Linked DNA regions of Mus musculus: regions 2, 3 and 4 are each linked to region 1. A link is a contact called in public promoter capture Hi-C data. All regions are on one chromosome and are shown on one strand. The core of a region is the stretch at or near the end of the contact, and the rest is flanking DNA. Distances in the headings are between cores, read along the strand shown. Region 1 holds the start of Casp8ap2 (caspase 8 associated protein 2). Region 2 holds the start of Slc35a1 (solute carrier family 35 (CMP-sialic acid transporter), member 1). Region 3 holds the start of C9orf72 (C9orf72, member of C9orf72-SMCR8 complex). Region 4 holds the start of Zfp292 (zinc finger protein 292).

What was found. Promoter capture Hi-C pulls out the DNA fragments that hold promoters and counts their contacts. Capture Hi-C pulls out chosen DNA fragments and counts their contacts.
Region 2: a contact with region 1 is called in a promoter capture Hi-C map of adipose tissue, with 3 times the contacts expected there. The contact joins the promoter of Slc35a1 here to the promoter of Casp8ap2 in region 1. A contact is called at or near these places in 3 of 39 promoter capture datasets (hippocampal neurons and liver), 1 of 115 datasets of contacts at active chromatin or transcription factors (astrocytes) and 1 of 9 other capture datasets (adipose tissue).
Region 3: a promoter capture Hi-C map of liver shows a contact between it and region 1, with 3 times the contacts expected there. The contact joins the promoter of C9orf72 here to the promoter of Casp8ap2 in region 1. A contact is called at or near these places in 1 of 39 promoter capture datasets (liver) and 2 of 9 other capture datasets (adipose tissue and liver).
Region 4: a promoter capture Hi-C map of liver shows a contact between it and region 1, with 3 times the contacts expected there. The contact joins the promoter of Zfp292 here to the promoter of Casp8ap2 in region 1. A contact is called at or near these places in 3 of 39 promoter capture datasets (the 3T3-L1 cell line, liver and pre-B cells) and 1 of 115 datasets of contacts at active chromatin or transcription factors (astrocytes).

The regions. Positions count from the first base shown.
Region 1 is chr4:32,612,484-32,617,863 of GRCm38.p6, forward strand. It overlaps Casp8ap2 (caspase 8 associated protein 2), which reads left to right and starts at 2,987. Exons shown (of 11, transcript NM_001122978.2): 1 at 2,987-3,009.
Region 2 is chr4:34,685,807-34,690,542 of GRCm38.p6, forward strand. It overlaps Slc35a1 (solute carrier family 35 (CMP-sialic acid transporter), member 1), which reads right to left and starts at 1,632. Exons shown (of 8, transcript NM_011895.3): 1 at 1,438-1,632. The coding sequence starts at 1,453. Cfap206 (cilia and flagella associated protein 206) reads right to left here. Exons shown (of 13, transcript NM_001347062.1): 13 at 2,768-3,208. The coding sequence ends at 2,978.
Region 3 is chr4:35,223,452-35,228,173 of GRCm38.p6, forward strand. C9orf72 (C9orf72, member of C9orf72-SMCR8 complex) reads right to left here and starts at 2,385. Exons shown (of 11, transcript NM_001081343.2): 1 at 2,337-2,385.
Region 4 is chr4:34,879,587-34,884,894 of GRCm38.p6, forward strand. It overlaps Zfp292 (zinc finger protein 292), which reads right to left and starts at 3,362. Exons shown (of 8, transcript NM_013889.2): 1 at 3,172-3,362. The coding sequence starts at 3,333.

The DNA of each region.
Region 1 (5,380 bases), core at 1,737-4,236:
GCTCTCTCTTCTGGCCTCCACAGCACTTGGTATATAGTGGACTGAAATGCATGCAAGCAAAATACTCATGTATATAAAATAAAAACAAATAAATTGAAAACAAAAAAATACCCAAAATAGATTTTTCAATGTATGTGTGGTGAACACAATGTATGCATATTCATGTTTGCATACACACGGACACATATGCATGCAGGTACATATATATATATATGTGCATGTAGAGGCCAGAGATTGACATTAGTTATCTTCTTTGATGGCTCTCTACCTTATATATTGAAGCAGAGTCTCTCACTTGAATTCAGAGCTCTAGCTAGCCACCTTGCTCCAGGGATATCCCCTGTCTCTTCCTCTTGAACACTGAAATTACAGATGGACCTGGATACCCAGCAGTTACATGGGCTCTGGAGATCTGAATTTCACACTTATGTGGAAAGCACTTTTACTTGCAAAGCCATCACCCCAGTCATATGATACATTTTTTTTTTTTTTTTTGGTTTTTCGAGACAGGGTTTCTCTGTATAGCCCTGGCTGTCCTGGAACTCACTCTGTAGACCAGGCTGGCCTCGAACTCAGAAGTCCGCCTGCCTCTGCCTCCCAAGTGCTGGGATTAAAGGTGTGCGCCACCATGCCCGGCATATGATACATTATTCAATGAATAGTCAAATGTATACTTTCATCTAAGGACTGTGGATACATTTTTATTTGGAGGAGTCCTGAGATAGGTGTCGCTCCGTGGTAGATCACGTGCTTCGCATACGCCATGAACTCATTCTCTACCACTATGAGGTGAAAATACTGTGAGGTGATATTTAAGAACATGGGAAAGTTAAGCTGGTGCCCAACTAGAACCTTCACCACTGCTGACTAGTACGGTGCTGGAAAGGTATTCTGGATGTTCCTGGAGGTGAAGGGTGATCATCAATATTACCCAGCCATAGACCCTGCCATTTACAACAGGAATGCCTGCAAGACATATTTGTATGTTCCTTCATTTACTGACCGGGCCAGGGTAGAAACGGCTGTTAGAAATCAAACTAGGCTAGTGGGAGAAACTGTGGCAATTTTGAGAGTAATTAGACATTTTACGCCTTTATCAGAAACAGAATTTAATGGCAATTACCAGACTCAATACAGTTGCTGTTGCCAGGGTACAATGATGTCTGCAAACTATAAAGGGTATACAAAATTAATGCTAAGACCAATTTTTCTGTCAAGCTTCCTTCCATGTTTCTTTGGCTTCTGAGCGACCATACATAGAAACACAAAGAGTACTGAGTACTTCACTGCCTGAAGCATTTGGTCTCTCAGGAATGGGAAGGCGCATCGTGCTTCAGGAGCCATGGACTCTAAACTGAGAAACCTATGCTGCATGACTCTCAAGGCATCTATGCCAGGTCAACGCCATGGGTCCCTGCACATATTGGTGCAATAGTGACGTGCATGCTATAGGAATAACAAACCATTTTCTGTGTGGATTTAAGGTCTGCTCAGTGAGACCATATCTGACACTGCTCAAATGGCCAAGAACCTGAGACTAGATAGTTCATAAGCCTAGAGGTAAAACTACTACTATGATTCTGCAAAGGCCAATAAAATACTCATCACGACATAGCGCTATACCCCTAAATCACTGCATTATTCAAGACTCATCAGAGAAACTTCTTACAGTAGGAAGCAACTAACAATGGGCAGAGAGTGAATCTTTGGAGCACTTAGCCCTAAATGGGACGCCTTCATCAAACCCTTTGCCTCAAGGATCAGGGACCCATTACCCAAAAGGAGGCAGAGAGACTCTCAACAGCCAGAGGTGGCGGATGACTCCAAGAACTGTGTCATCCAAGGAACAGACACAACAGGACTAATAAATATATGAATGCAGAGGCCGATAACCCTCATAAGACCCGTTGGGGTTCAAGCCTGAGGAGGTATTTGCAGTTGAATTCAACCTGCAGAGAAAGGAGACAGCAGTTTTCTTTAGTAGAGTGGCACTGGTCTATCAGCCAGACTTTGGGGAAGGGACAATACCCAGGAGTAGTTGACCAATATAAATTGAATTCCATGTTTTTGTGTCTGAGCTTTTTGTTTCGTTTTGTATTGTCTTGGCTTTGTTTGTTTTTTCTTACTGGTTTCTTTTTTGTTTCTTTTTCCTTTTTTCTTTCTTTTTTTGAGAAAGAGAACATGAAGTTCGGTGGGTAAGGAGGTGGGATCAGAGATGCGTTCGGGTAGGGGAAAAACGATAAAAATAATTTATTGTATATATATATGTATATATATATATATATATATATATTTTTTTTTTTTTTGGTTTGGTTTTTCGTGACAGGGTTTCTCTGTGTAGCACTGGCTGTCCTGGAACTCACTCTGTAGACCAGGCTGGCCTCGAACTCTGAAATCCACCTGCCTCTGCCTCCCAAGTGCTGGGATTAAAGGCGTGCGCCACCACGCCCGGCTTTACATAAAAAAGTTTAATACGGAAAAACAAAAACAAAAACCTTCTTCTATCCCGCTGAATTAGTAATTCTACGCTACGTTCACCATCCAGGATGGCATCTTAAAGGTCAGATCTTAGCGCTGTCTAGCGCGCAGCTGACACAATTTATACACTAAAGACCTCAAGCCTTCTCCACTTGCTCTCAGCCAAAACAGCTAGGAGCCTCCACCTTTACTTTCCCTTTCATTAGCGTCTCCCAGACCCGCCCCACTTCCGCTCTGGTGACGTCTTTTCCGCGGAGAAACCCCGCCCCGTTGTCACTGAGGTCACGGCCCGCCCACTTCCCTTCGGAGCCACAGAAGAGTAAGTACCAGAGTTTGGCGCCAACTGGAATCTTTTTTTCCGCCTTCAATGGCGGGAACTGGCTGTGTGCGCCGAGACGTGCTTTGCGTCTTATCTAATTGGTTGTCGGCGCTCGGTCCCGCCCTGGCGTCCTTACCGTGAGCTGCGATTGGTGGAGACGGCGGAGCGCCTGGCGTCCGGACAGCGGCCGCTGTGCGGGGCTGGCCGGCCGGGTAAGTTCCTGAGGGCCTGTCGCGGGGCTGCTGGGGAGAGGCAGCGGGGTGCCGCCTGGGATGGCTTACGCTCTGGGCGAAGGGTTGTGCCTGGCTGGGCCTCGAGGAGCCAGCTGCCGTCCTCGGGGAGCGCCCCTCGGAGCGTCTCGGGGGGCGCTGGGGCGAGCACCCGGAACATCGCCGGGTCTACAGCGCGCCCCTCCCCTCCCCCACCCGTGTCTCCCAAGTCCCTACTGCCGAGCTCTCGGTGAGTGTGGAGAAGGGGCTGTCCCGAGGGTCGGGCGATCAGTGACAGGGGCAGTTTCCCAAGCTGAAAGCTTGAGAGAAGAAGTTGTTTATGTGCTCTCCGCAGCGCCTCGAACCATCCCTGACATGGGAATGTAGAATTCTCAGGAAGCATTAGTGCTTCAAGGATCCTCTTGGCGGTCTTTTCTCGCCACACCAACACCAAACTTCTCGCTGAAGGCCTTTCTCCTATGAGCTTCAACCCCGCCTTGGAAGGGACTAGGCCACTAGGCAAGACTTCTTGGCTCTGTTACCATACCCCAAATTATTTTTTTTCCATAGTATTTCCTGCCATCTTACGGGATATGTCCAGAGATTTATGTTTTAAGGGGTGTTTTTGATTTTTGACATCTGACTGGAATTTATCCCAGCTCTCCACTTTCTAGCTGTTGGCTGCAGCAGATTTTCTAATTGGCTCTGTTAGGTTCCTCATCTATTTAGACGGGATAAGGAATAATATAGACTTGATAGGAGCTTCAGGATAATTTAAAGGAGTACTTAGCGCACTTATATCAATACTTGACTTGTGTAATGTATGCTGCTTTTCATGCCTGTCTCATCCTCAGAACCTAGAGTGAGATTTGCCTCTTAGCTTTTGCCTGGTTGTTTTCCTTCTACAAATGTATGCTTTTGTGTATTGAAAAATTTGAACTTCATACTGCTTTCAGAAAAGATTAGATGACCCCTTTCTCTATGCATTTGCTTATGAATCTGTTGAAGCTGTTTATCCTTCCAGATAATGGTTATCAACCTGTAAAATTTTTAAAGAACATTTTGGTGCTAGGGACTGGCCTTTTCAAAGCTGTGAGGACTGCACACTACTGAGCAACCTTCCTAGCCCAGCAGCTGTTATTAATCAATCATTAGCTTCTTGGTTTTTAAAACTTGGCCTCTGCATGTTTCAAAGGTGTACCACTCCTCTCAGTAGTAACTCAGATGGGAGATGAGAAGAAGTATAGAAAGATCTCTCTCACTCCTCTACCTTTCATATTCTCTCTCTCTCTTTCTTCTCCTATCTTCCCACCCTGGGAGACTCACTGACTTGTAATTTTTTTTTTAATATACCTGTCACCATGATGCTAATGAGCCCCAAATCATCTTAACTCTCCTTTTCTTTTAAGAAAAATCTGTTAGGGATCCAACTCTATTTCTAACCCAGACCGACATTTTCACCTGATTGTTGTACAAGTGATTCACCGGGTCTTCTTTATTTCTCCATTACCATTAAAAGAATGCCTTCCACCTTATCAGAGGTAGAAATTTCGGAATCATCTTTAACTAATTTGGCATTTCATTAGCTTAACAAATTATTTTATTACTTACTAACTACTAACCGCTATGCCAGACAGTGCTAAGAGCTGATGATGGTGGGGAACAAAACAGATGACCCTTGTCCAACCTGGGCCTGTACTGTCAGCAAGGTGGACGTGTTTTCTCAAATCCCACGGGAATGTAGAGTTGAATTTAAATGTAACTTTAATCACCTGATGTAATTGTCATTTCCGAAGCTTACTGCCTGAGTCCTGAAAGCTTCTAGCTGCTGTACAATCTAATCTAGTCCTGGAGTGTTTTCAGCCTCTGAGACTTATTGCTGAGTAAGCTCATCTTTTCTCATTCTTTCTGACCTGTCTGGCTTGTTCTGTCTTCCTGTGTCTAGCTTGTTCTTTCTCTCGCTCTCTCTCTCTCTCTCTCTCTCTCTCTCTCTGCAACCTGTCTCTGTACACCTGTCCCAGTAAAGCTGCTTTCTCTCCTTTTTTACTTTTTTTCTCTCTGCACTGCTCTTTTAGTAGCTTCCCTTTCCTCTCTACTCTTGTGAGAGTTGAGCATACTCTGTTCTGTCAAATCTTTCTCTGATTCAGCACTTTGCCACTCAATTGGACACCGCTTTCAAACATGGGTGCTTCCTTTTACAAACTCTACCTTCATTTTTGGAATTACAGGAGTGTACTGAGGGCCTGTCTGTATTCCAGCCAGAAGAATTAAGGTGTGTGCTAAGGGCCAAGACACACAACTAGAAACAGAGCTTTTCAGTAAATACCAAGAGCCGGCGTGGTGGCGCACGCCTTTAATCCCAACACTTGGGAGG
Region 2 (4,736 bases), core at 382-2,881, 2.1 Mb after region 1:
AAGGTCTGCAAATGTAATTCTTGAAAATAATTACTAATCAAAGTAGAAAAGTCTAAGTTTGGATACTATAAAACATAGATGACTTTGGTCTGTAATACCACTTTAGAAGCACATTTCAACTTTTAAAACCAATCCTTGTAACCATGATTTCCACTTACATTTCAGTTTACCATAAGATCAAAACATTTCTTCTACAATTCTTCATTTTCCAGGATGAAACTTCATTGATTAGGAATGTCAACGTTCCCAGGTAATATAAATATTCATGGTACGCAGCTACTTTAAACTATCCTAAGAATTCAAATCATATCACGCCATTAACTAGAAACCTGGCCCACTGATCATCCAGCACCCCCTTTGTGGAGAATCTGTTACCTTCCACGGCATTTGTTTCTGGGTGGAGAATATCCCCCAGAAGAGTCAGTCTGGAGTTATCCTTTTGTTTTCCAGTTACATTTTAGGGGGACTATTACTGTCATACCTGAAAGCTTGGACATAGCAGGAAGTAGCAGGTGAGTAATCGTTAAGATGACTCTATGTAAGGAGGTATAGAAACTGTATTTCATTAGGATAAAAAAGTGCAACACACCCAAATGTAACAACGTATGTGCTGGCAAGAAGTCTAAATCTGTAAACAACCCTTGCGGGTACCGATCTGCCTGCTGCATCTTTTAAGTGTTCATTTGTCAATCGCCCTACTTTTCCTATTACCCTCTTCCCGGATGCTACAGGACTTATCTGATATGGGACAATCCACCACCACAGAAAACTTACATGGCGCCTGATGTTAAATGTCAAATCCCCTCCCCCAAAGATAAATAATTTCACATCCACGCAAAAGGATATTCTTTAAATGCTTGTCCAACATTTATTTAGACTTAAAGCCAGTGCTCATTGGGGAAATGGTGAAAAAACAAAAACAAACAAACAAAATTAAAAAAAAAAAAAAAAGCGACGTTGTCGCCAGGCATGAGGGCACAGACCACTAATCCCAGCGCTTGTAAAACTGAGGCAGGAAAATCTCCCCGAGTTTGAAGCCAACGTGGGCTATAGAATGAGACCATGTAGTGTTGGTTCCTGCTTTAAAAATAAATAAATACAAAATCGTCACCGCCTTTTGGCCTGTCCTAGCCACAGTGCTATAGAATAAAACCTCAGCCTTGGGGCCAGCTTACGTAAAACCTGAAAGGACAGCCACCACAGCCCTGGCCAGACGGCTCGCCATCGGGAGGAGCAGCGCGCGCCCTCAAGCCCAGGGCTCCGAACCACAGCCTCGCTCCAGGCAGGGACCTGGCCGGCGCCCGGGCGGCTCACTGCACCGGTGTGCGGGTGCAGCCCGCTGCCGCTCCCTGCAGGGAGGGCTCGGCCCCCAGAGCCGGCCCGGCCAGCACACCCCGGGCCGCCGTTCCCTAGCGACCGCCCGCAGCCCGGCCTCACCTCTCGCCGGAGCCATGGTGCCGAGAGAGTCTGCGGAACTGACGCCCCTGCGGCCATAGAGACGCACCGGCCTAGAGAGCCCGCCGCACCACACGCGCGAGGAGGAAGCGGGGGCTACGGCGGAAGCCGCGCGGCGTGCGGAGCGACAAGTCTGGGAGACTCGGTCCTGCGGGGGCTCGGAAAACCGCAGCTTCCGGTCGACCGAGGGGGGGCGGAGTCAAGGTGGCCGAGCGTTTCCTTCTAGAGACCAGCCCCTCCGAGAGGATGGGCCCCGCAAGAAGGATTCTGAAATGCTCTCGATTATTCCTTTGTGTGAAGACCGTTAGAGAGGCTCCGAGAACTCGGACTTTTATAACTTTCAACTCCATCACGGCCTTCCATGGTTACCTCTTGGATAAATTTAGTATATATTACATACTGCTCGGAAGTACTGTGTCTGTCTTCATCATCCTTACTGTCACTGTCTAGCTTAACTTGGTAACTTCAGGCAGCAAAAAGACCTCAGAAAAATTAGATTGTATTAACAGGCACTTCAACCGCTCTAATGGTTACTGTGACTAGAGGATGTTATTAGAAAATAACCCCGGGTGGAACAACATTATGAACTAACCAGTACCCCGGAGCTCTTGACTCTAGCTGCATATGTATCAAAAGATGGCCTAATCGGCCATCACTGGAAAGAGAGGCCCATTGGACACGTAAACTTTATATGCCCCAGTACAGGGGAACGCCAGGGCCAAAAAGGGGGAGTGGGTGGGTAGGGGAGTGGGGGTGGGTGGGTATGGGGGACTTTTGGTATAGCATTGGAAATGTAAATGAGCTAAATACCTAATAAAAAATGGAAAAGGAAAAAAAAAAAACTATACCTCTAAAAAGTTGGAATTCTCAGGACCTGAAAACCCAACTGCTTATGAGCCAAATAAGGCCGCAGAGTGGGAAGTGGGAAGCGCTTAAGCCACAGCGGGCTCTGAGGCAGACAACAGAGCATAAAAGGATCAAGCTGGAATGCCAGCCAGTCTTATCAGACATTCTGATTTTTTTCAATGAGCCCAAAATTCAAATATAAATATCAATTCTCTGGCTTTTAAAAGGCAGCATATGAATGTAGGCTTCACTTGTTCCAGATAGCAAGGCTCATGATATAGAAATCTGTTATCACTAAATAGCAATGAAGCAGAGCGTTGTGTTTCAGAGTGTCAGGGCTTAACATTTTGTAGGGTTTTAGAAGCAGCCTCTATTCCAGTGATAAGCATACTACTATCTAGCTGGCATTGCAATGTCAATCTTAATGCTGTAAACTTTGTCTAAAATATAAAACAAATACGCGGACAGAGTTTTACTTGTCAATTTTAATAAAACGAAAAATGTACTACAGAAACTGCTTTTAGATTTGCATAACAGTCAGGCAGGATACGGTGCCCTAGTGCACAGTCACACAACCAGTGACTGTGCCAGCCCCGCAAATGAGCTTTATACACGCACAGCACTTTAAACCCTCCATCCGTGCCACTAAGGAGCAGCTTCCTGTAAACGTCCATCTCTAGGTTTCGTCCACCGCTCTGGTTAAGTTCACCTTCACCCCATAGGTTGTTTTGCTTTGTCCCCCACGAAGGCCAGCTATGAAAATCTGGGGCCTGGGCACTCGGCTGCTGCCTTCTCTCTTGGACTGGGTGCTAGCCTCTTTCAAAGGGTACACCTGTGAGGTGTTATCTCTTCTCATGTGGCTAAGGTCAGTCTGGACGGAGTGAGTAATTTTCTGGCGCAAATTAGCCTAGGTAGAAAGAGAACATAGGGAATAATGTTTCTCTAAAAAAATGTAAAAAATCAGGCATTTAGTTAATGTTTGCCTATTAACTTTCCATTTCACAAATAAATAATGCATTTTTCTATGATGGTGAGGATGGATGATGACAGGGAGGCTGAGGGTGGGGAGGAGGGTGGGGAGGAGGGGGAGGAGGAGGATGTGTATGGTATGATTGCAGGCATGTGCATGCCGTGGTGTGAATGTGGAAGAGAGAGGAAAACCCCTGGTATTAATTCTCTCCTTTTATGGCAGGTTCTGGGGAGTGAACTTATCAGCTTGCATGGCAAAAATTAATCAAGAACAGAATAAACTTAAGAATCCTTTACAAAGTGGGAAAACCTGTGACATGCTGAGACTGAGCTGAAGAGAAATGCACACGACTGGGTTGCGACGGTCCAATATGAGAAAGTGACGATTTATAGTGGGTTTTTAGAATGAGCGTCACACTATGCTGACAATATGAAAATCTGTTTCCAGCTTACTCGTTTTTCATCTTGCTTACTTCTGTTCATGGATAACTGGAAAACATGAGACTAGACAGATTGCACAGGCTAGTAACCATGGAGGATGGGGACTAGATGCCATAACTCCGTGGTCTCAAGGCGACTACCTCGTGGAAAGCCCTAAATTCATCCTCAGCCCCACAAAGAAAGCAGAGGAGATAAGAAATAATAACAATTTGGAAAGGGTAAGAAAAGCATAAAGTGAAGGAGAGCAGACCTAAGTAATTCAGAATTTGAACCATCATAGATCCAAATCTCTACATTCATAAGACTATGTCATTTCATTATTTTTGATAGAATAATTTTATTATTCCAAGAGACTTGTTACGTAAACAAATATTTTTGTGCTGGGATTAGAACTTGGGGTCTCACACATGCTATATGTAAGTGCTCTGCCACTGGCTCGTAGCCCTCAACAAGACCCAACAAGTTATCAGATTGTCCCCTATAAGATGCAATGAAGGACGCGCTCCCTTGGGAAGCTTCACTGCGCAGTGAGAGCAGTAAGATTCTGTGTGTCCGAGCCGTTGCCTTCACACCTTGCTGTCCCCACCACGCCTGGCGCTTTTCTGCCCAGTCTTATTTAAATACCCATCTTCTTTCTGTTCAACCCACCAAGATTAAAAGACCTGCTTTAACACACTTCAAGTTCTTAAAAAAAATTCTAAATACTATTCCCCCTCTGAGTGAAAGCCAAAGGTTGGTTGAGGTGGAGTTCTCCATGTGTATCTTTGCTACTGCATAAGCCAGGCCACCTTCCGGGAAGTCTCATGGCTCCACCTCCCATCTCCTGTGGGCACCCGGGGATGGCAGCGTTGTGTGCCATTGAGGCCAGCCTTTACGTTTTCACGTAGGCTTGTGGATCCCAAACTCTGATCTTTGGGCTTTTGGAGCAAGAGTCTTCCCTACTACGAAAGCCTTCCCCTAAGTACATTTTAAGTCTGCAAGCTTTCTGTCTTTATTGGGCGATCTTTTACTTCACATTTTACTTC
Region 3 (4,722 bases), core at 1,135-3,634, 2.6 Mb after region 1:
AAGTTTATTTATGTTAATAAACATGTTAACACTGTTAGCAGACTGGCACATTTGAAGCCCTTTGTTTTTTCTTTAACCTTGTGAAAAAAAAAAAAAAAAGAGAAAGAAAGAAAAAAAAATCAGCTTTCCAGGCTGCTTTGAGGAAGTTCATTTGCCTACTGCTACTGTGATCAAGAATTATACCATAAGGCTTCCACTTGTGGGAAGAGGGGCAGGACAGCCATCAACCAGCCCTCTCAGCCAAACAGGAACTAACCAAGACCACTGTAAAGACAGTGGACTACTTGCCAGACCAGCCTTTGTCATTCTCTACAAATGTTCAATTTCAGCCAAAACTCACATGCATACTCATGACACCAGGACTGTGCCATCTTGCCTAGATCCAAGTTTCTCAGGCCGGCTAACCTAACACTTGGACAGTATTCACTCAACATGGGGGTCTAGGGCAGGCTCAAAAGATAGACGTTTTATCCATTCAGTCATTTTCTAAAAGCAAACATTGGATGGCCAACATAGCCAAACAGAGTATTTTACCAACTTTTAAAGTTATATTTACATTTGTCTCCCAGAAATTTAAATGCTTGTTGAATGTCCAGTCTGCAGCGCAGGCTGTAACCCCTCTTATTTTTTGTGTTCTATGAAATAAGAACACCGTCACCTTTAGTTTCGAAGTTTCCAACTGACTCTGGGGTTTCCCACAGTGCCAATGGTCACTGAGGTGCTAGTCAGCAGTGACTCAGACAGAAAACCCCTGTTCCTCCTGATCCACAGATTATTTTAACTTTCAGTGCCTGTAGCAAGCTTTCATTCAAAAAGAGTAAAAGAAAAACTACTTGTAGGTTTTTTACGTGACATAGGTTTTTACTGTGGAGGATGATGAAATACCTGCTTTCTGCTCCTAGGTTATGATTCACCCTTTTGTCTAGCATATTCATGCTCTCCACACTGTCTGCCACTACTTCTCCATCCTCTTGGTTATCAGATCTGGTGTCTGCCAAGGTACCAAGGTGCCTGCGTTCAGGTGAATCTTGTTTTGCTTAACAGGGGTGAAGTACAGTAAGTTACTTTGAAACACAAAGCGATCACATTCACAGGACTTTTACAGAGCAGCTGCAATGGCTCGACTTTATTATCAGTTATTTGTAATCTCTTATTGTGCCTACTTTCTAAACTTTAACATCTGTGTATGAAATGTAATGAAGGGAAAACACCTATATCCACACGATGGGTGTATGTAGGCGTTTCCTGAGATTTCAGGCTATACTGGGGGCCTCCTGGAATGTCCTCTTTAACTGAGGGGACGCTTACTATATTTCAAATATTCTGATTCCATATTATTAACATAATCTCAATCTCTTTCCTCCTCCTCTTCCTCCTTCTTCCTTCCTTTCTCTCTCTCTCTCTCTCTCTCTCTCCCCCCCCCCTCTCTCTCTCATATTTTAAGTTTTCCAAGTGGACTAACGATTCTATCTTAAAGTATTTTCCAGTCCCTTTTGGGCCCTTAATATAAAGTAAAAGTACTACTGAGACAGACTGTGTACCCGTTTTTCTCAACTGGTGACGAACGGGAACAGTGTAACAAGAAATTTATCCATCTGCCGGGACAAAACTCTACAAGAGCCTAATAGTCCCCACACCAGAAAGCGCAACCAATCCCTCCCAGGCAAATGCACTCCTGGCCAGACAGACCCTGTGTGGACAGACTTAATCAGTGCACTTCTCTCTCTGCAACTGATTACCATCAGTCAAGTGATGCCCAAGTCACAATGGTCACTTCCTTTAATAAGTCTGTACAACCGCGGAGCTGTGAGGCAACCAGGTCACGTCCCACAGAACTGGGGAACAACCTGGTAAGAGTAGCAGCCCATGTAAGTGGGCATCCGCACTCCTTGCAAACTTCTGCGAAATCCTGCCTGCGTGTTGTTCTGTCCGTCCTTACTCCATCCCACCGGCGCTTTCTCCTCCCGGGCGGGGACCCTCGGGAGACCTGACTGGGTCGCAGGACCCACCAGCTGTCGCCGGGCCAGGCCCCTGGGGCCCAGGCTTGTGGCGGTGGGGGCCGCGCTCGCCGTACTCCCGGAGGGTTCCCTCAAGGGCCCGGGAGACGCTCCGGGTCGGGATCGGGGAGCGCGGGCGGACAGCAAAGATGAGGCCCATCCCCATCCCCTCCGCACCGCCGCGGCCCCCGCAACTCCTGCAAGGCCAAGGGCTCTTTCGCCCGGGGGACAGGGAGGAGTTCACCTCGAAGGAGAAAAAAACCCCGCTGGTACCCGGAGCCGGCCGGCCCGCGAGCCGACCGTGGCAGCAGCCCCCCTCCGCCCGCGCGTCTCACTCACCCACTCGCCGCTGCTGCGCCTTCACCGCCGGCGCAGGGACCGCAACCGCAGCCCGCTCCGGGCCCCGCCCCGGGACCGCCCCGCCCCGGACACGCCCCCAGGCCCGCCCAGTCGCAGTCCCGCCCCCAGTCCACAGCAGACCCAGAATCTGCAGGGCTCCCCGGTGCGGATCTCTGCAGTCTTGTTTCCTTCTTTTGTCCTTGGTCACCGTTGTGGAGTTAAGTTGCGAGCTGAGGCAACCAAAACGCACCTCCCTCGCACACCCTCCCTGGACTGTCTAGACACCACTTTCCACCTAGAAGGAAAGGGCAATTGGGATGGCTGTCACTACAAACGCCATCTTTCACGTGGGCGGAACTCGTCTCTGCTTGACGCGCCGCGGTTCCCTCGTGGGACTCCGTAAGTTCCGGGTTGGCGCTTTCACTTTGCTTTGCCAGCCTTGAGATGCCAGTGGCAGCTGGCCAGGCGGAGGCTGTCATGGGCTTTGTAGCTTTTCTTCCAAGAGCCGCTCAGGAAAAGCATGGGCAGAGCTGAGCTCAACCTAGATAGATAGTGTCACCTGCGTTATCTATCTAGGTTACGAAGCGTAGTTTGTGGTTGTAAGTAGTTTTGCTTTGTTTTGTTTGGGAGTTGGCAGGTAGTGGGTGCTCAACAAATATTTAGTGAGTGAGTGGATTTCCTTTGGTCCCTATGACACGGTTAAATGCCGTAAGTCTGCGTGCACACTGTACGTGTTCACTCCGCAACAAGCACAATGATTCCCCCACCCTCTGTGCGTAGTCACCGTGTTTTCTTCTAAACGTCATTTTTGCCAAATAGCACAGTGCACTTTGTTTTTTAACCTTTGGGAAAAGAACACCATGACGTCTGATTTATTGATTGATTGATTGGTTTGTAACTGTATTGTGGCTTTTCACTACAGATGAGTAGTGTTTATTATTTTCCAGCAACTTTTCATCATTTATAGGGAAAAGAAAGGCATTAATAACAGAATACCTATCAATACCACCTTCGGTAAAAATAGAACTCTCACCAGGTATTGTATGCTTTTTTTTTTTTTTTTTTTTTTTTTTTTTTTTTTTTTTACCTAGCAGTTGTCATTCTATCAAGTTCTTACAGTGTTTTGTACCGTGGTCTTCAGATGTATATCTCATAAATGAAGTATACATCTGAGAGTTAAAAATACATCCAGACACACAGAAATAGCATAGGACCATGTTTGGAAGGCTAGGGTTAAGAGTGCGATGCTGTAGTCAAAGTGGGTGAGTTTGCAGGTAAGGAAGGCAGCTGAGTGAGGCCAGTCAGCTAATCCACAACACGAGGAATAGACGTTTATACTATATCCCACACTGAAAAGCTGAAAAGTTCCCAGGTGGGTGTTAGGTACTAACACACATACACGCGCATGCATGCACACTTAAGATAATTTGCTTGTCTGTAGTAAGCCAGAGCTATCAATGTAATTGATTGGGTCAGTTTTCTGTGATTCCAGAGCCCACTAGGAATAGAAGGTATTTGTTTGGTGTCCTCTTGAAGTAAGCCCTTCTTTAAAACCTGTCTGTGAGTCAAACTAACATAACATTACACTTCAGAATAAGACTGGAACTTTGAAGGAATATACCTTCTTAGTGTTTTTTTTTTCCTTCAAAATTTTACCTAGAGACAAAAACAGTGTCCCTCAAATAACTTATTTTGTGTAATATCAGTCCTAGAATAAATGTTTTATTTAAAAAAAATAATCAAACCAAGAAAGGACTAGGGATGTAGCTTCGTGGGTAGAGGGCTTGCCTAGCATGTGTGACTCCCTGGGTTTGGTCCCTACCATATTCCTCTCTTTTTCTCTCTTTGGAGAAAAAAATGAAACATCACGATCTAAAATATTGTATGACCACAGGAAATGAAATAAACCATGATACAACTTATATTTTGTGATCAATGAGTGGAGACCTTTTTCTTCACATCAGATGGAACAATTACTTAGGCATAGGTAAAGTAGCCTATATATTTTAATTGGATTGTAGCTAACTTTTATTAATCAGGAAGAAAATAATAAGTAGGTATGCTGGTTCATAATTGTTGTATTGCCTGAAAGGTGTAAGGTAGAATACATCTTTCCTCCAGAGAACCAAAGAGAAAATGATGCTAACTGTATGTAGAAATATGATTCATGATATTGGTGTGATAGATTTTTAACCCTGTCCTCTCAAACTTTACAAATAATCTACCTCAAATAACTCCAGGCTCTAAGTGAAAATATGCTGGCTATAGAACTATATCTCCAGGGCTGAAAGTGGAGGGCATTTGGCAGAGGGCTTGCCTACCACGTACTGGTTTACTCCCCAATACTAAACGAACTGACGAGATGGCAAACACCTATAATCTGAGA
Region 4 (5,308 bases), core at 2,112-4,611, 2.3 Mb after region 1:
CCTCCCTTAAGGAAATGCCTCCATGAGATCCAGCTGTAAGGCATTTTCTCAATTAGTGATCAAGCAGGAAGGGCCTAGGCCACTGTGGGTGGTACCATCCCTGGGCTGGTAGTCTTTTTTTTTCCCCTTTCTTGGTTTTTCCAGACAGGGTTTCTCTGTGTAGCCCTGGCTGTCCTGGAACTCACTCTGTAGACCAGGCTAGCCTCAAACTCAGAAATCCATCTGTCTCTGCCTCCCAAGTGCTGGGATTAAAGGTGTGTGCCACCACTGCCCAGCCTGGGCTGGTAGTCTTAGGTTCTGTAAGAAAGCAAGCTAAGCTGGACAGGGGAAGCAAGCCAGTAAGTAACATTCCTCCATGGCCTCTGCTTCCTCACCTGCTTGAGTTCCAGTCCTAACTTCCTTGGTGATGAACAGCAATGTGGAAGTGTAAGCTGAATAAACCCTTTCCTCCCCAACTTGCTTCTTGGTCATGATGTTTGTGCAGGAATAGAAACCCTGACTAAGACAAGAACTAACTCCTGCAAGCTTCCCTCTCACCTCTGCATGCTGTGGCACATGCACAGAGATACACACAGACACAAATAAGTGTAAATATAACAGAGCAATCTTTAAATAAGCACAAAATTGAGGACTTTAAAACTGAGCCTCAATGCTGACAGAATATTAGCTCAAGTCCAGTGACTGCCAAACGTTTATTTATCCTGGCTTTCTAGAAGCATGTGGACAGCCCAGGTCTACCGGAGAAAGACATAAAAAGGTCGAACTGTAATTCCAAGGTTAGAAAACAGGATTTAATTTCTAGCTCCCCCTACATCTAACATTACATCCCATGTTAACTAAGACAAAATTCTAAGGATATTTGAGTTGGAGCCCAACCCCCACTCTCTCTTCTGTCTTATGCTATTATCTGGAACTCACTATGTAGCCCAGGATGGCCTTAAACTCTGACCTGCCTTCCTCGGCCTCTCAAATACAGAATTAGAGCTCTGGAGATCACTTTTATAATTTATAATATTGGGGTAGGGAGCATAAATCAGTCTTTAGCGAACAAGCCTCGAACCCAAGAGACACTGGGTTTGCCCCTCAGCCAATACACCCTCAGTATGAATTACTATTTCTAATTTTTGAAAACCACCAATGATTACTTCATTACTATTTGATTTTTATCAGCAAGGTAATAAAAAATGATTTATATACCTTAAGATTTATCACTTAATAAAACCAATATCGAGTTATTTTTTTTAACTGTTTTATTCATTAGAAGTAACTTTAAAATGCCAGGCAGTGGCACCTGACTATAATTCCAGCACATGGTGGGGCAGAGGGTGAGAGGGGAACAGGTAAATCTCTGAGTTCAAGTCCAGCCTGGTCTACAGAACAGCCAGGGCCACCCTTCCCCCCCCCCCAACACACACACAGACAATTCCTGTCTTAAAAAAGACAAAACAATAAACAAGAAGAATTTAAAACCTGGTGATGTACCTAGCATGCTGTACCTAGTACCATCTTAACCACAACCACACACACAGTGATACTTGTGCATCAATCTCAAAAACGAAAGAGAAAGCTATACTTATACTCTTTATCGCATGAGCCTTCATTTTAACAGTATTATCAATCCTTAAATCATCAGTGGATTCTACTAAGGAATTAATATCCCGAACTAAAGTAGACTTTAGTCTGCTCCCAACTGCTCATGGTGGCACAGATCTGTAATCCTAGCATTTGGGATGGTGAAGTAAGACGACTACCCAAAATTAATGCCAGCAAGGAGAGCATGGAAAGACTGTCTCAAAACACCTCCTCCAGAAGTGGACTCCATTTACAAATGAAATCTTGGCCGGGCGTGGTGGGGGCGTGGTGGCGCAGGCCTTTAATCCCAGCACTCCGGGAGGCAGAGGCAGGGGGATTTCTGAGTTCGAGGCCAGCCTAGTCTACAAGGTGAGCTCCAGGACAGCCAAGGCTACACTGAGAAACCCTGTTTCAGGGGAAAAAAAAAAAAAAACCAACAAACAAACAAATGAAAGCCTTATTTGTAAATTCTACTAAAATAATTTCTCAGGCTTACGATGGTGGGCAATTTCAGGGCATAGAAAATAGCAAATTTCAAAGTTTCTTTAATACTAAGGTTTAAAACAATGACTCTGTAATGTGGCCTCCAGATCTGACGAACTTTCTGACTGCATATATTTGCAGACAAGTCATCCTTGGTCCTATTTTTTTTTTTTAAATAACGAACCATCAATGCATGAGCATAAAATGCATACGGCAATGGGGCTGCTTCTGTATGTGATCAGATACCCTAGAAAGATAGATTTCAGCACCTGGAGGCTGGCAAGTGAAAGTATCCCTGTGAAATCCTAAAATGCTCCACCATTGTTCAAATCTCAGTGTTTCCAAAACAAAATCTTAAGCATGACACATCCATTAGGTTTCATGCTTTATGTAAAAAACGGCCTCAACTAGGCAGTTTAATCAATGTTCTCCCTCCCTCCATAGTCAGCACACGTTAACTGGGGAGTCTTAAGACCAGATGGAGATCCAAACTCTGATATCTGTCATAAGATAACATTTAGAATGTTACTAACATTCTAAATCCTAGTTAGAAAACGTTGCTGAAAAGCAATGTCCTTGGGCAAGAAAAGAATGGGAAGATCTGAAACTGACCCAAGCACAAATCCCTTGTCAACCAAAGACACTTAACAGGAAAGAACCCAAGAAATGTGGGGGTGGGGGTGCACGGGGGGGGGGCCGGAAATCGTACTCTTCCGGAACGTAAAGGCGAAACAGGCACTGGTAAAGCCGCCCCCAAGGGACGACTGACTATGGAACGGTGACAGCTCCTATGCACCGCGGAGAGCAGCCAGCAGGAACGGCCGCAGCGCAGACGCCGCCGCCACTCCCAGCTTGCAGGTCCGGCGGGATTGGCTCGAGAACATCAACAAAGACCCTCCGGTCGCAGCCTAACCCAACAACAAAGGCCGAGCGACTGCGCGCGACGGCCGGCGGCGACAGGGGGACTGGCGCGCGGCGGGCAGCCCGGCGCCCGCGGCGCAGCCCGGGAGCGTGCACGGAGCCCCGAGGCCGTCCGGCCCAGCCTGGCCGCGGAACACAAAGACGCGGACCGCCCGCGCTCCGGCCGCCGAGGCCCGCGGAGGGGGAGGGGCTCACCTGGCACAGCTGGCGGCAGTAGGCGGCGGCGGCCTCCACCGCGGGCTCCCGGCTCTCGCATAGCCGCCGCTCCAGCTCTTGCAGCCGCTCGCCCAGGCGCCGCAGCTCCGCCGCGCAGCCGCCACCGCTCAGGCGCTCCTGCTCGGCCTCATCGTCCGCCATCTTCGCAGCCCGCTCCGTCGCGTACGCACCTGGGTCACGTGATAACACAATGCCACGTTCGGCGGGGTCACGTGCCCGGTGCGCTGGCACGCCTGGGCGCACGTACAAAGGCCGGGTGTGGGGCTGGCGACCGCCGGGGCAGTGCTGCAGCGAGCTGAAGCTGAGGCCTCTGCTGCTGCGGCGGCGGCTAGGGCCAGGGCCAGGGCGAGGGCAAGGTCTGCGGAACAGCCGGAGGCCAGGGCAGGGTGGAGAGCTGGTGATTGCCCTGGTTCTGGGCCAACCCGAGAACGCCTCCTGGAAACAAGCGCTCTAGGTGTTGGAGGGCACACACACACAACAATTGGGTCAGAACAAAATGAGAGGTTCAATTCTCATTCTGGGAAATCAAGCAGCGAACACAAGAAAAGAATAGTGTGGAGAGAATTCAAACAGACCGAAATGATTAATGTTGTAACCCGGTGGTTTTTAAGGCACAAAAGCTTTTCTAAAATCTGGTTACCGTTACGCGTTACAAGAATCCACACCGAATCTTAGTTTGGGAAAGTAGGTCGAAGGAAAGAACACAATTAAGGATGCTAAAGTAAAAAAAGGAACACGGATGTCAAATAAATGCCAGTAGCAACCCTCCTCTTGGTGCTGCAAAACAGGTGGCCTTCTAAGCCGTATTTTATTTGCAAGACGAAAACAGTATTTGGCATTAGAATTGGAGAAGAGAGCTGAGTGTTGTGTGCACGGTTGTAATCTCAGCACTCGGAGACGAGAGGTTCAAAAGTTCATCCCTGGCTACATAATATTTCCTCCTCCAGCCTATGCCAGATGAGTTCTTACAAATTTAAAGGAGTAGGGGGTAGAATAAGAGGTAGTCGGAAAATCAATGTGCTTAACCATAAATTTCATAATCAAACTAATAACAAACCCAGTGTTTGAGGGCTAGGGGTGTGACTCAGTTGACAGAGTGCTTGCCTAGCTCCGTTCACTGCATAAACCAGGCAAAAGGCACGCAACTGCCTGTTTAATCTCAACCTTCCCTGGTGAACGCCAGAGTATCAGAAGTTCAGAGACTACACTATTTTGCCAGTTTCAGGTCAGCAAGAACAAATAGACAAACAAAACAAAACACCCCACAACCTACTGTTTATTTAAGAGGCAAGATGTCTGCCTTACAACTGAATCCTTTTAAAACAAACAACAGCGTTGACACACCTGGTCATTTTACTGTTGTGTTCTGACTGCACTGTATTTTTCTAAGGATAGTTATCTAAAATGAACAACCAGCCTGGAGGTTGGCTCTAGCAGAACTGCAGCACGAAGGAAGCTGGAGCTGAGGGTCTCCCGGTCCAGTCCGCCCGGGCTACATTGTAATGCTGGGTCTCAAAAACATAATTTCTACCGTATCCAGTAGCCTTTTCAGGAAATGTATATAATAAAGCCAGATGTGATTCTAGTCCTCACAGGTGACGGGAGGAGGACACTTAGTGGAAAATGTTCTCTGAATACTGTGTTGTTCCAGCGAATGTTTTGTAATGCATGCTTTTAAATCATTACATAAGATGAACAAGCACAAGGCAACCTTACAGAAAACAGCATCAATACTGCACATTAACAAGACAGAATCCTCTAATGCTTGCATGTACATGAGACCAGGGGAGCACACTGTAAGGCTAAGGATTTCCTCTATTGGATTGAACAGTGAAAAAGAGTTGAAGAAACAAATGAAGGTAGCTGTTTTGTCTTGCCCTAGTCCCTGTAGATACTCTACCAATGAGCTGCCCTGTACCCTCCTTGCTTAAGATTTTAAATTTTGCAGTTCATTTTCCCAGGTTATATATATAGTTCAGGTATTAAAGTTCCATCAATGTATGCTATTTTAGGATTCCAATGAAAATTATCAAAAGAAATATGTGATTAGCCAATGCACCAGTAAATGCAAGGACTGTACAATAACTAAAGGCTAGGAAGCTTACCTTTTCTACAA